Regions from separate parts of the Sus scrofa genome. Here region 2 is linked to region 1. Evidence: chromatin contacts called from public HiChIP or PLAC-seq data. All regions are on one chromosome and are shown on one strand. Each heading gives the region's core, a stretch centred on a gene start, on an enhancer-like site or on the middle of the called end of the contact. The rest is flanking DNA. Distances are from core to core; before and after follow the strand shown. Region 1 holds the start of FAM169B (protein FAM169B). Region 2 holds the start of SYNM (synemin).

Evidence for each region. HiChIP or PLAC-seq counts read pairs in DNA pulled down with a chosen protein or histone mark.
Region 2: an H3K27ac HiChIP or PLAC-seq map of skeletal muscle shows a contact between it and region 1. The contact joins the promoter of SYNM here to the promoter of FAM169B in region 1. A contact is called at or near these places in 3 of 5 promoter capture datasets (fetal liver, fetal skeletal muscle and liver), 1 of 47 Hi-C or Micro-C datasets (adipocytes) and 1 of 2 datasets of contacts at active chromatin or transcription factors (skeletal muscle).

What each region holds. Positions count from the first base shown.
Region 1 is chr1:137,293,103-137,300,213 of Sscrofa11.1, reverse strand. It overlaps FAM169B (protein FAM169B), which reads left to right and starts at 3,014. Exons shown (of 9, transcript XM_005659772.3): 1 at 3,014-3,067. The coding sequence starts at 3,043.
Region 2 is chr1:137,852,486-137,859,596 of Sscrofa11.1, reverse strand. SYNM (synemin) reads right to left here and starts at 3,953. Exons shown (of 12, transcript XM_021098348.1): 1 at 3,022-3,953. The coding sequence starts at 3,831.

The sequences.
Region 1 (7,111 bases), core at 1,765-4,264:
CAGCAATAACTGATTAGAAAATGTAATTGGAGAAAACAAAGAGCCATTCAAAATAGCCAGCAAACATCAGATATATGTAGGAATAAGCCTAGCAAGAAATATATGAAATCTATTTGTAAGAACTATAGAAACTAGGCAAAAAAAAAAAAAAAAAAAAAAAGTCCTGACTAAACCAAGGTATGCTGTGTTCTTTGATGGGAGGACTCAAAACTTTAAAGATATTAATGTCATGCGAATTAATATTCAAAACAAGATGCAATCTTAGACTCCAATCTCCTTAATTAGCTGGTTCCAATATTTCATGAGGGAGGGTTTGTCCTCCTAGATATCAAAATATATGATAAAATTGGCAATTCAAATAATGCAGTATTGTAGAAATAGTGAAAATCAATAAAACAAGAGCCATAATGTATAAAGGGATTTCATATATGATTAAGGAAGGAATGCAAATTAGGAGAGGAAAGAGTGGATCATTTGATGGTGTGAGAACAATTATAGTTAGATCTATTCCTTATGCCATATACATAAACAAATTCTAGTTAGATTTAAAATTCAAATCTGAAGACCAAAACAATGCAAATATTTAAAGAAAATGTAGAAGAGTTTATTTCTAATTTGGAGGTAGTTTCAGCCTACTCAAGCAAGACAGAAAATCCAGAAACTCTAAAGGAAAAGAGGAAGTATTTGACTAAGTTCTTTTTTTTCACTTTTATTTTTTTATTACTCAATGACTCTTATTACATTTATAGTTGTACAACAATCAGCACAACCAAATTTTATAGTATTTCTATTCCAAATCTTCAGTGCCCTCCCCCACCCCCCAACCTGTCTCATTTGGAAACCATAAGTTTTTCAAAGTCTGTGAGTCAGTATCTATTCTGCAAAGAAGTTCATCATGTCCTTTTTTTAGCTTCCACATGTCAGTGATAGCATTTGATGTTGGTGTCTCACCATATGACTGACTTCACTTAGCATGATAATTTTTAGGTCCATCCATGTTGCTGCAAATGCTGTTATTTCTTTCCTTTTAATGGCTGAGTAATATTCCATTGTGTATATGTACCATATCTTCTGGATCCACTCCTCTGTTGATGGAATTTAGGTTGTTTCCATGACTGAATTCTGATTTTGGGCAGGAGTTGAATGAGAAAGAGGGGAATTTTCAGTCCATAAAAATTCTTTCTAGTTTTTTGTTTTGTTTTGTTTTGTTTTTTTAAAGAATATGTAGGAGTTCCCATTGTGGTTAGTGGGTTAAGAATCAACATAGTGTCCCTAAGGATGTGGGTTCGTCCCCTGGCCTCGCTCAGTGGGTTAAGGATCTAGCATTGCCACAAACTACTGGGTAGGTCCCAGATGAAGCTCTGATCTGGTATTGCTGGCTGTGGCATAGGCTGTCATCTGCAGGTCTGATTTGATCCCTAGCCTGGGAACTTCCATATATCGAGGGTGTGGCAGTAAAAAGGGGGGGGGGGAAGCATGTAATCAGGTACTGTGTCAGTATGTAGAAAAACACAAAAGCTTAAAAAGTGTAACAAGGCCTTTGAAGAAGTACATTTTACAGCAGAAATTAATGAACCTTCAGCCCTATGTGCCAACAGCTTAAGTAACATTCACCATTTTCAGGGGCTCAACAAAGGCACAGAGATTTGTTCCCACCTCAGGGCCTTTGCACTTGCTATAGCCCTTGCCATTTTCCCTTCCTACATGTTTACTGCCCTGACTTTCTTCATATTTTTGCTTGAAAGTCATCCTTTCAACAAGGCTTACAATTAACTATTTTAAATTGTAAAACTCCCTTCCCATTCCCTCTCTCTATTTTTTTCCTTAGCTCTTTTTAAAAATATACGTTAAATCTAGAACAGTAAAAGGCATATAGTAGGAATTTAATAAATATGTACTGAATGAAAACAAGGTATTTGGAGGAGTTAAGTGCCCAGAATGCTATCATCCAAGGATCTCTGAGTTTTCATCATTGTAGAAAATGAAATCTCACACTTCCAAGAGGTGACTCTGGGCTCTAAGACACAGTCAATACATCCTGCATAATGTGCAATGGAAGTAGAGCTGGGACCATTTTCATCCTCTAAATGGGGGTGCCCTGGTCTTCCCTAGGGTGTGTTGCTCCGAAGCTGGGGTCACATGGCAGGGAGTAGATAAGAGGTTCCTCTGAGCCACTGTTTGCTGGGGTGCAGGCAGAAGTTAAATGAATTCCAGACTCATCCTGGGAGGTAGAGGATCATAACGGCTGAGAATGTAGCTTAAGGGAGCCAGTCCAGAAGGGCAAACCTCAGAGCTGACAACCAAACAGGGGAGGTGCCAGCTCACTGACCACAGGCCTTTGGGTTCCAAGGCCATTGGCATTTTGACACCACCCCTGCTCCCCACCTCTCCCGTTAAAAAACACCTTGAAACAAGTCAAGAAGAAATACTAGAGAAACAGGTGCTTCTCATTGACTTTTGCTATTTCAAGTGAGCACAAGCTTAAACATTTAATACATAAAAGCATCAGTTATCAGAAAAAGCACTTTATAGTCAGGGGAAAAAAAACCTGAAAAGACTGAAAAAATGGTGGAAAAGATTACTGGATGTCCTGCATTATGGGTGCATATTGTCTTCTAGCTAGTTTTCGACTGTGTAAATTTTCAAAAAGGGATACTACAAGGGATGCTAGCCCATAGAAACAGAAATACTAGAAGGAAGTGGAAAGGGGCGCAGACATCGGGGTATCGCGTCCAAGCTGAGGGGTACTGGCAAGCGCTTGGGGATGAGAACAACTTCTCCAACATTTGTAAGAGGAATACCAGCTGCTCCTCAGAGGTGGTGAGTTCGCTTTGCAAAGTGTGTAGGGAGCCGGGGGGTCGCTCGCGAGGCACGCAAGACTGTGGCCCCAGGGCAGAGGGCGAGGGAGGGGAACAGGGACACCAGGGACAGTCCCCAGGGCTGGTACGGGGAAGCCCCAGGAGAGGAGGCGGGGACGGGGGCGGCCTGGGGGAGGGGGCGGGACGGGGCGGGGCGCTGCGCCCGGGGAGCAGGAGCTTGGAGATGGAGGCTGGCGGCCGAGCTGCAGGTAAGGGGAGCCCCGACCAGCCGGCCCGGAGCCCGCCCGCCTCCCTGGCCGTCGGCCACGCGGGCCCCACCCCGAGTGTCGGGTTTCAATGGCTGGGCTGGGCAAAAAGCTACTGGCCTCTGCGCTGCAAAACGAGACCGTAAACAGCGCGCCGGGGCCAGGGGAACTTTCCCCGGAGTCTGCGCCAGGGCGCCGCGAGCTGCGCACCTGTCGCCGCCGGGGAACGTAATGGCTAGCGTCCCGGGATGTCGGGGGACGGGACCCGCGGGGCTCCGGCGCTCATCCTGAAGGGCAACCCCTGTAGCGAGGGGTTGCGACCTGTAGCGACCGCTGACCTGGCCTGGCGAACTCCTTGCTTTCCCATAGCCTTGGTGGCTTTGTCTGTGAAATGGGAAGAGCCCGGTAGGGAAGGTAGCGACCGCTGACCTGGCCTGGCGAACTCCTTGCTTTCCCATAGCCTTGGTGGCTTTGTCTGTGAAATGGGAAGAGCCGGGTAGGGAAGGTGCAGGAAAGCACCTCAGGTGATGGCGGGCGCCCCTGTCGCCCCCGCCCTCCGCCGTCCCAGGTCTGCAGCTTCCCGCCCCGCGTCCGGTGCGCAGCTGGCATGCTGACCCGGGTTAGCCGGCAGGCGAGTCTGGATTTGGGAGCGCCGCCCCTACCCCAGAGCCTGCCACCTCCCACGCGTCCCTTGCCGGCCCCCTCTCTGGAGAACTGAGCGGAGCCATGCGACATCTGAGTCTGAAAGCACGTGGAACAGCCACTCTCAGGGGTTTCTACCGGTCCTGCAAAGGAAAGAGTGTTTAGAAGGGAGCAAGCATAAGGTCATTGGATGCCCAGAAAGTGCCTCTTTCCCTGTTGCACCCTTATCTTGTTTCCGCGGGGACCAGCGGCAGGAACGGGCTCCTTGGCCAGGTCCTTATGTCCCCTGCACATCTAGTTTGGCCCTGGAGCCTTGCACCCACATGCAGTCAGACAAAGATTTTCTCCCACCGCACATCCCTGTGAGGGAAAACCCAATCTTATGGAAGCTCATCTGCCTTTTATTAGGTGCCAACGTGGGCAAATTGCTTGTTTTTATGACCCATATTCAAAAGCTGTGATTTTGACTTATTTCCCCCGTTTTGAAGAAAGTGAGTTAAGGAGAAAAGATGGTCATTAACCATTTGTATGAATTATTTACATCTTCCCTGAAAGTTTCCATTAGTCTAGAGATTGAAAAAAGGGTTTTGTCTCCAGTTTTAGAGGGAGAAGTACTATTTCGTTTTTGATTTTTCTGTGGTCATTTGTGGAAAGTTGGTCGTCAGGACTGTGGATAGTGAGTGCTTGTTTATTGCCAGTTTATTGTTTGAGAACTGAGGCAAGAAGAAAAATCAACTTGCCTCTTTTCTTTTTCTTTTCTTTTCTTTTCTTTTCTTTTCTTTTCTTTTCTTTTCTCTTCTTTTCTTTTCTTTCCGTGGCTGCAGCTGTAGGCTCTGGAAGTTCCCAGGCCAGGAGTCAAATTGGAGCCTCATCCTAGAGCTTTACCATAGCCATGGCAACGCCAAATCCTTAACCCTTGGATGGAAGCCAGGGATCAAACCCTCATCCTCACAGAGACAATGTCAGGTCCTTAGCCACAACTCACACTTTTGATATCACCTTTCTCACCTGCAAAATGGAGAATTTGCCCACTTGGGGACTTACTGTACAGAAATAGCTCATGTATTTTGAACACTTAGCAGGTCTGCACACAAAATTGCTCAGTTTAGCGTTCTCCTTTCCCTTCCCCCTCAGAGTGGTGCCGTGAGTCAGAGAGTTCCTCCCAACTCTTTTTTTTTTTTTTTTTTTTCCGTAGGGCCACACCCAGGACATATGGAGGTTCCCAGGCTAGGGGTCTGATCTAATCAGAGCTATAGCTGCCAGCCTATGCCATAGCCACAGCAATGCCAGATCCAAGCACGTCTGCAACCTACTCGACAGCTGATGACAATGCCAGATCCTTAATTCATTGAGTGAGGCCAGGGATCGAACCCGCAACCTCATGGTTCCTAGTTGGATTCATTAACTGCTGCACCACGACGGGAGCTCCTCCTGTAACTTTTAGAGCTGCTCTTATTCTACCTAATCTTACTCTGCTTAAATGGGACAAGTAATGGTAATTTCATCTTCTGGAAAAGTGTAGTTGGCCTAAATGGTTTAAGGATTTTCCTGTATTTATTTCAGCGTTTGCTGTGGCTTTCCTCGTTGCTGATGGCCCAGATGACACACAGCAGTTGCACATTAATCATTTCCACATGTGCTAGATCCTAACGGATTGGAGTTTTACATAGCTGAACTGTTGCCCAAGCTTTGATAGCCCATTTCCATAAAGGGCTTCAGCAAACCATGCCTACATGGGAATCCTTTTTCTTTTTAGCAAAGAAGCATGAAATGGGGAATTGTGCTTTCAGACATGGCTGTATCCAGGTCCCCACTTCACTCTAGCACTGAAATGTAAGGAAAGGGTATGTGACATTCTCCTGGGAGTTGCCTCTGTAGATGGTGTATCAATATTGGTGTGTGTGGATGGGGGGGTATCCTCAATAATTCAAGACATGCCCACCTTCGCGTTCCCGGCCACACACATGTTCTCTTTCTCTCTCTGAGAGTTTGTATGTGTCTAATTTCCCTGATGCTGAAGACCGTCTTGGGTTCCACTAGGCCATCTGTCGCTGTCATTTCAGTTTGGACTATACTAAAAAGGAGTAAGAAAGTCAGGCTCGGCCCAGTCCTGTTATTCCTCTTGTCCTTTACCTTGATCCCCCTTTGTCTATAAAATAGGGACTTGACCTGCCTCATAAGGATTAGATGAAGCTGTGTTCATCAGAGTGGACTGCTGGGCCCCTCGTGAACTTTTGAGTAGACCCAGAGAACGTCCTTTGTTTTGCCCCTCTTCCCTTCTGTTTACACAGAAAGTTGCGACGTTTGTGAGAATGACCTATTTTATGATCTCCATTTCGGAATCTGGTTTAGTGTTCCAATTTAGAAAAGTTAGGTGCTGGACAGTTTGCCCCGGTCATAAAGCAGAGCTTTGGAGACAGGGAAGCTAGCAAGCAAGGAGGAAAATCTGTGATGACTCTGAAGCTTGGTTTGGGGGTATAGGGACAGGGGTAATGCCAATAAAGCAACCTACTCTGGGAAGGAGAAAACCTGATGCAGTCTCAACAGAGTAATTTCAAAATGTTTCAGTATCTTCCCACTGGAGACACCGAAGAGTTAAAGCAACACTGACTCTGGAGCAGAGGGGGAATCTAGAAAGGGCAGTAAGGACTCTGAGCTCTCTTAGGGACCCCTGTCACTGAATGGAGAGAGCAGAGCTAATGGGACCTAGGGAGGGTGTCCCTGGGAGATGGAAGGAGAGGAGCTGAGGGCTCAGCCCAAAGGCTCTGGGAGGGAGAAGCTCTGAGAACTTGTGATGAGATTCCAGTGGAGGAGGGACCGGGGAGTTCCCATTGTGGCTCAGCCTTAATGAACCCAACTAATATCCCTGGCCTTGCTCAGTGGGTTAAGGATCTGGTATTGCCATGAGCTCTGTGTAGGTCATGGATGCAGGCTTGGATCCTGAGTTACTGGGCTGTGGTGCAGACCAGCAGCTGCAGTTCCGATTCAACTCCTAGCCTAGGAATTTCTGTGTGCTGCAGGTGAAGCCCTAAAAAGCAAAAAACAAACAAAAAAACAACCCCCACCCCAAAACCCTAAAAACAACCAAAAAAACAAAGGAGGAGGGACCAGAAAGAAAAGAAGCCCGGGGTGGGGGGGGGCAGGGCGTTGGCATGTTACTGTCACTTAACCTAAAACCTGAAGCCCTGCCACCGCCCCCCTCCCGCCCCAACTGTTTCATAAGCATTTGCAGAGACAAGACCACGGAGAAGGAGGGAGAAGGCTGCTCTTGAGGGTGTATGAGGGAGGGAGGGTGGCGTTTCCCTTGCATTTTGGTGGAGGAGACTTGAAGACATTTTTGGTAGCCTAACCCTTAGGAGCTCTTTACTGCCCCCCAAGTATTGCTCAAAGCATTATTTTAATTGG
Region 2 (7,111 bases), core at 2,704-5,203, 560 kb before region 1:
TTCCCTGGCAAATCTGACGCATGTAGGCCATCTGGGAAGGCCCACTTTTTCCAGAGAGCCCTCATGAGCATCTTTCCCCCTCAAGCTGCCAAGCTGCAGAGGCAGCCCAGAGCCAGGAAATGCTGGGCACTGTGTAGGGGTTCCTGCCTCCAGATGGGGGAGAGAGTTCCCTTTAACCAGGTGGAACACAAGAAAAAGTTCCAAAGACTGAACACTAGAACTATTCTGACAAAAGCCAGCTGGAAGAGTCTGAAAGCATTTTGAGATTTTAGATTAATGGGCACCTCTGTGCTGGCCCTTAGAAAGAACACTGATTATTAGTCTATGAAAGCAAAGTGAATAAAGATAAAAAGTTCATCCTTAACAGAATAGATAGAAGATGGGAGTTCCCATTGTGGCAAAGCGGAAATGAATCTGACTAGCATCCATGAAAATGCAGGTTCGATCCCTGGCCTCAGTGGGTCAGGGATCTAGTGTTGCCTTGAGCTGTGGTGTAGGTCACACACATGGCTTAGATCCCATGTTGCTATTGCTGTGGCTGTGGCCAACAGCTACAGTTCCGATTCGACCCCTAGACTGGGAACTTCCACATGCGGCAGGTGCGGCCCTAAAAAGACAAAAAAGACAAAAAAAAAAAAAAAAGGATAGAAGAGAGGAAATAGGTTAGTTGCTCAGGCAGTGGAGCCTGAATCAAACCCAGGCTTAGCTACTTACTAAGTGACCCATGAGCCTCAGTTTTCATCATCTGTAAAATGGGGCAAATATTAGTACCTACCTCTTAAGACGGATATGAGGACTGAAAATGAATACACTTGTGAAGAGCTTGGTACCTGTGGTAACTGGCACACAGGAAGCTCTTGATAAAGGCTAACTCTCAGTAATGAAACTTTTACTACAATCTATTAGTTAAGTTAGGTTTTATGATATTTTCAGTCTCCCCAAAGTAAGCATCTGTAGAATGTGAAAACATCAGGGGCTTGGGGTTAAACCATTGATCCTTACTCTTTAATAAAAGTTCTAGCATTTTTATACTTCTTCAGAAAACTACTAACGCTTGGTGTTGAGTCTTTTGGAATGCAACTTGAAATATAGTTGCTTTAAGCTAAATGGTGAGATTTAATACACGGATAAGGAAATATGCAGTACAATGAAAACTCCACAAATTGGAACTGAAAAAAAATTCAAGTCCTTAATGACATCTTCCTTGCTCTTTACTTTTAAGAGAAATAAGCAAATTCCAACAAGAGAGGTATCACTGGACAGGAATCCTAGTTCAGGTCAGGTGGAACCCCAGGGAAGGGCCTGGAATCAGAGGAATTCTACTTTTATGTTTCACATCTGGGGCTACACTTAAGATTTAACTGTGAGGGTGGGGGTGGGGAAGGGTTCTGATGCTAAAAAGAATACTGAAACTTGAGCTTCCAAATGAGCCAAGTGAGCCATGGCTGCAAATGAATGGTGAGGATTTAGCCCACACAGGATGCCTCAAGGAAATCTTTTCCAAACCTGCTTGCACAGTAGGGACTCAAGGTGGGAACAATGGTTCCCTACAAAAGGGTTCAGTGGGCAGTGGGTTTGGCAGGCACTTCTTTCTGGTTAAAAGCTCCATGAAAGCCCACATTAAAGGTGCTTTTAAACACTCGCTCAACACAGAGCATGGGGCCCATGGAGGTGACATTCCACCACTGGAAAAGGAAGCACTCTCCAGTCTAGAGTAAGCCCGGGTGATCAGTGCACACTGTGGCCGGTCCTGGTCCTTGCCCTATTTACAACTCAGACAGAACACTTTTGAAAATTAAGCAGGAAAGGCCAAACAAAACCCATGATCCAAAAGATTAAATTCCAAACAATTCTGTACTGTATTGCTTTATATGATTTCCCATGTACACTCCAGTGCAGCCCTAGAGACCAGGTTAGTCAAAAGATATCTGCTGATTATTTATGGATGCTTGTGATGTCACCAAAATCACCATGTTCCCTTCACTTTTAAATTTTTTAGAAAGGCACAAAATCACTCTAACACAAATCTTTCATTCGAAGCCATAAACCGTTCGGTTTAAAATATTTCTGAATGTGTGTGAATATTGTTCTACACTGTCATCCTGAGAACTACTGAGAGCAGGATTGGGGAATATTTCCATTTCTGGCCAAGACTGGGCATGACCAGGGCAACCCTGTCAGACAATAAATCAGCTACAGGTGTCACCGCCTGTGTCAGAGGTTTGAGCTTTGCTTCCCTGAAATAGGAACTGTTTATATTACCTGCACTTGTAATAACATCCTGCCACAGGGACCTGCATTAACACGACTTTTACACTACCCAGAGATCTGACATCAGCTTGTACTGTGGAAAAAACATCTCTGATTAAATTCTCTGCATTAAGGTTTCTGCCCCTCCCAAGAACAAACAAAGCAGTGGCCCGGGAGCCACGACCAGCTGACTCCAACGGGGAACTGAGAAATCATTTTGGCAAAATAAAAACCGTTTTGGAAAACAAGTTGTTCTCCCCCAAAGAAGCCCTAGTGCCTAGTGTTCAATTTTGAACGGTTTCTGACAAGGACTTGACATTGCCTAGAAACCTTCCCAACACTGGGAAGTGTCTGAGAAAGAAGGAGCTGTCACCTCTGAAGTCACTTCTGGGCCTTCCTGGTTGACTTCTATGTGAACTCGGTCTTCCAAACACAAGAAACTGAAAGAACTGAGAACTGAGGGAGTCATTTGTCAGGATGCACCCAGTCATGTCAAGGTCTAAATTTGACAACCTGACAGGGACAGGGCCATTCACCAGGATCTGCCACTTGGCACTCTTCCACTGAGTAGATGGACCAAAGAACTGCGCACTTTTTCCAGTACTGGCAAGATGCCGGGATCCTGAGGAAGGCGGCCCCTTGGCGCCCGGGTCCCCAGGTGCACCCGCTGCGCTGGCCCCACCCGTCAGCCTTGCCGGGCCCTGGGTGAGCACTCTGTGGTCTGGGAGCCCTACCACTCCCCCACCACCAGCGCTCGCAGGGCGCACAGACCTGCCGCTCCTCGGCTTGAAGCTCGTACTCCTCTTGTACCCGCAGCAGCTCGTTTTCCAGCAGCGCTCGCAGCTGCTCCAACTCGAGCGCCTCGCGCCGCAGCGCCTCCGCCTCCTGCGCGCACAGCCGCGTCTCTTCCTCGGCCTCGCGCCGGCTCTCCTGGCCGCGCCGCAGCGCCTCCTCCAGCTCGCGCACCTCTTCCTCGTACAGCTGCACGGTCTCCCGCCACGACTCGGCCACTAGCAGTGCGTAGCTGTCGTGCACTTCCCTCAGGCGCGGCGGGGGTGCGGCAGGGCCGGTGGCGCGGGCGCGATAGCGCAGAGTCAGGCCAGCGGAGCGCGCGCGCAGCTCCCGCACATCGCGTTCATGGGCCGCGTCAAGGCCGCGGCGCTCGGCCTGCAGCCGGCCCAACAGCGCCTCGAGAGCGGCGCGCGCACCTAGCTCCTCCTGAAGCTCCCGCCGCTGAGCGTCCAGCTCGGCATCCAGACGGCCGCGGGCGGCGCGCGCCTCTTCGCCCAGCAGCTGCAGTTCCCGCAATTCGCGCCGCAGCGCGTCGCGCTCGCCCTCGGCCAGCGCCGTGGCCCAGCTCAGTTCGTCCAGCTGCTGCCGCAAGCTGCACGCCTCCTCCGCGAAGCGGGCCTGCGCCTCGGCCCACAGGCCCTCGTGGCCCCGCCGGCTGCGCAGCTCCTCCTCCAGGAGCAGGTTTTCGCGCTCCAGCTCCCGCACTCGGCACACATAGTCGTAGAGCCGGGCGTTGAGCTCCTGCAGCTCAGCCTTCTCGGAGCCCGTCTGCAGCCGCCAGGATAGCATCTTGATGGTGTGCGGGGCTCTCCTGGCGGGCCGGTTCCCTCCTGCCCTGGTCTTGTCCCCTCCGCCGCGCCGCTCCCGCCCCGCCGCTGCTCCCGAGGCCCGCAGACTGGGGCGGGAGTTGGCGAGCGAGCGGCACTTACCAGGGTGGGCGGGAGGGAGTGGCCGCGGGCCACGTCCTCTAGCCAATCAGAGTGCGGCCCGGCGCGGCCAGTGTGGCCGGACAGCGCCTCCTGGCGGAATGACCGTGAGGCCGCGCGGCTGCCCAACCCAGGGCCAGGCTGTCCGGAGCCCTCTAAGCTGGCTCTCGCATATCGGCAGGCAGGGTTCTCAGAAGGGGTACTGAGGGTTCCTCGTTATTCTCCTCCTCCCATTCACCCAGATGCACATCGTCACCTGGCCCTTGTTCGTCAGGCCACACAGCTGCTGTAATGTCAGCATCCAGACCTCTCTGGAAATCCCATCAGTACGAGCGTCTCTCATAGGCCACACTGGGGCACCAGGGCACTGTGGGGCGGCCAACAGTAGCCTGGACTCAACCTGTAGCCATTGTTCTCAATTCTTCAGTTCTCCACGTTAGGGAGGTAGGAGAGCCTTCTCAGGGACCAGTGGCTCTCCCAAGAGGATGCTTTGCTCAGACTCATTAGGTTTTCTTTCATGCCCTTCAAGGTCTTGCATTTTGAAACTCAAAACTTTCCCCATACTTATGCTTTATGTTTCTGAGAAACATCTTCTATAGACTATTGCTGCTCAGTTTGGGAAAGAGTTATAGAGCACCAGGAAATAGCAGGAGGATAACATAAAGTCCCACCACGGTTAATCTTTCAAAATCATACCCTGATGCATCATAGTTAATCCTCACAAAACTGTAGCTCAGAGAAGTTGAGCAACTTGATTAAGGACACATAGTTCCTAAATATGGGAATAGAAGTATTAGACGTTGTGACTGCAGAAGCAGACTTGAGCAGGCAGTGTCCAACCAGGAAAGAGAAAAACACTCAAAGGGAAGGGAATGATTTAACGGGGTGAAATGAGACTACTTACAAAGGGGTGGATGTGATGGGGAAGCCGCGGGAATCAGAAAGACCCAGAAGCCACTAGCCCCCTAGAGGCAGAAGGAGGGAACAGTGTTGAGGAGCAGGAGCTGTAGCATGCATCCTAGGAGGAAGAGAAGGAAAAATCCAACCCTTCTCTCTTCTTGCTCTCCCGCTCCTGCCAGTGCCTATTGCTGCAGAACCCAGAAGTCACCGGGACTGGCAGTGGCGTGCTGGCTTGTGAAAGCTACCTGTTAAATTATCAGGAATTTTGTGAGCTAGTTGTTAAAAGCTATTATTAAAAATAACACTAGCCAGATATTATTAAAAAATAAATTATAGAGGATTACCATTAATTATTCAAAAAGGAAATAAAACTTAAAATATATCACTTCCTAATTATTTTACTGCTCTTTACTATTATCTGTTCTTGAAGTTATGGATGTCTAATATCCTTGTAAGATGGAATGCTATATAACCCATGCTCCTGGAGTTCCCGTCGTGGCGCAGTGGTTAACGAATCCAACTAGGAACCATGAGGTTGCAGGTTCGATCCCTGCCCTTGCTCAGTGGGTTAACGATCCGGCGTTGCCGTGAGCTGTGGTGTAGGTCGCAGACACGGCTCGGATCCTGCGTTGCCGTGGCTCTGGCGTAGGCTGGCAGCTACAGCTCCGATTCGACCCCTAGCCTGGGAACCTCCATATGCCGCAGGAGCGGCCCAAGAAATGGCAAAAAGACCAAAAATAAAATAAAAAAATAAAAAAATAAATAACCCATGCTCCTGAGTGGCTACCCACCTCTGTGCTTGCTGACATTGTATTGGTAGCATGAGTATTTACACTGCAGAAATCAGTAGATTTTTTGTTAATTGTCAACTTGATTCATTATTCTACCGACAGCCAAGACTTACTTAAAGAATTGATGGAGAACATGTTAGTAATGAAGATGAAACTCAGTGTGTTATGTCTGTAGCTACTGAATTTTGAATATTACAAAAATTTGAGGAAATATAGTTCAGTGTTTCAAAGCTATTATTCGAGTTAGCAAAGAAGTCACTTCTTGCTGAGAACAAAATTTCTTAGTTATTTCACCTTTATCTTTCTTGTCGAGGTAAATACAAATACCAACCAACATTCATGTCATGCTACACTCATTTGTCAATTACAACTACAGATTGTCTAGGGACACCAGAGTTCTGCAAAAATCAATGAAAGCATTCTGCAGGAATCAATTTGCTGTATGGAATTTATGATAAGAAGTATTGTGCTTCTATTATCATTTGTCATAAAAATGTAAAAGTGCTCTGACATTGCTCCCATATTAACAAATACACTTTTCTATTAGTAGCTTAAAGCAAAAAAGCCCTGCAGTCTTCATTTTAATTTAGTCATTTTACTTTGAATTTTTAAAATTGTCTGTAAATATTGTTTCCTAGAATTGGCCCAATATAGAAGAAAGTGCACCCCAGTGCGATAAAACTATGGTGTAGATTTTTCTTGTAATCACAGCCCCCTTTGGCAGGCTAAACACCTCCAGGATTATCTACCTCACCTGTTACCATTTCCAATGAAAACGGAACTCGGAGATATCAGAGAACTGGAGAGAAAATTACATTTCAACCTCACTTACTGATTTCAGTAGACTAATAGATGCTTGTTGTCAGGAGTATCAAGGAAGGGCCATGGCTCTAAGTGCCCTGAAGGAGAGCGAGAATTTCCTCAACCTCCCAGCAGGGGGCGCTGCTGAGGATGGCGCGCACAGAAAGAGCTCCAGGGCCACTTCAGTCTAGGGTCCCCTCCTCCACCTTGCGCAGAAGGTGGGAGGATGGGGAGCAGTGCCCGCCCCCAGGCCTAGTCTCACTGGACGCCCCTGAAGCGGGAGGGCTGCCCTGAAGCAAGAGGGTGCAAGAGGACCACCCTCTTTCGTCAGTCCTTGCACTAGGCTGGGGAAGTGGAAATAGTTGGTCTTTTCTCTACTTGGAGAGCTTGGAGCTCCAAGTGTGGTGGAACAATTGGGGGCAGGGAGGTAAGAATTAATGGATTTCCCCCAAATAATTCATCAACCCCCCCCCCACTTCACATCCGTTGCATAAGGGGAGGCAGGCAAAAAAAAAAGGTATTCCTGACTATGATCTTAAAAATGCACGTTGTAAAGGCTTGGAGACCACTTCTAGCTAGACTAGATGTTGGGGAGTAAATCCTGAGGGATGGCAGAGCAGGAGGCTGAGGAGAGTTGGGGTTCCCAGCAGA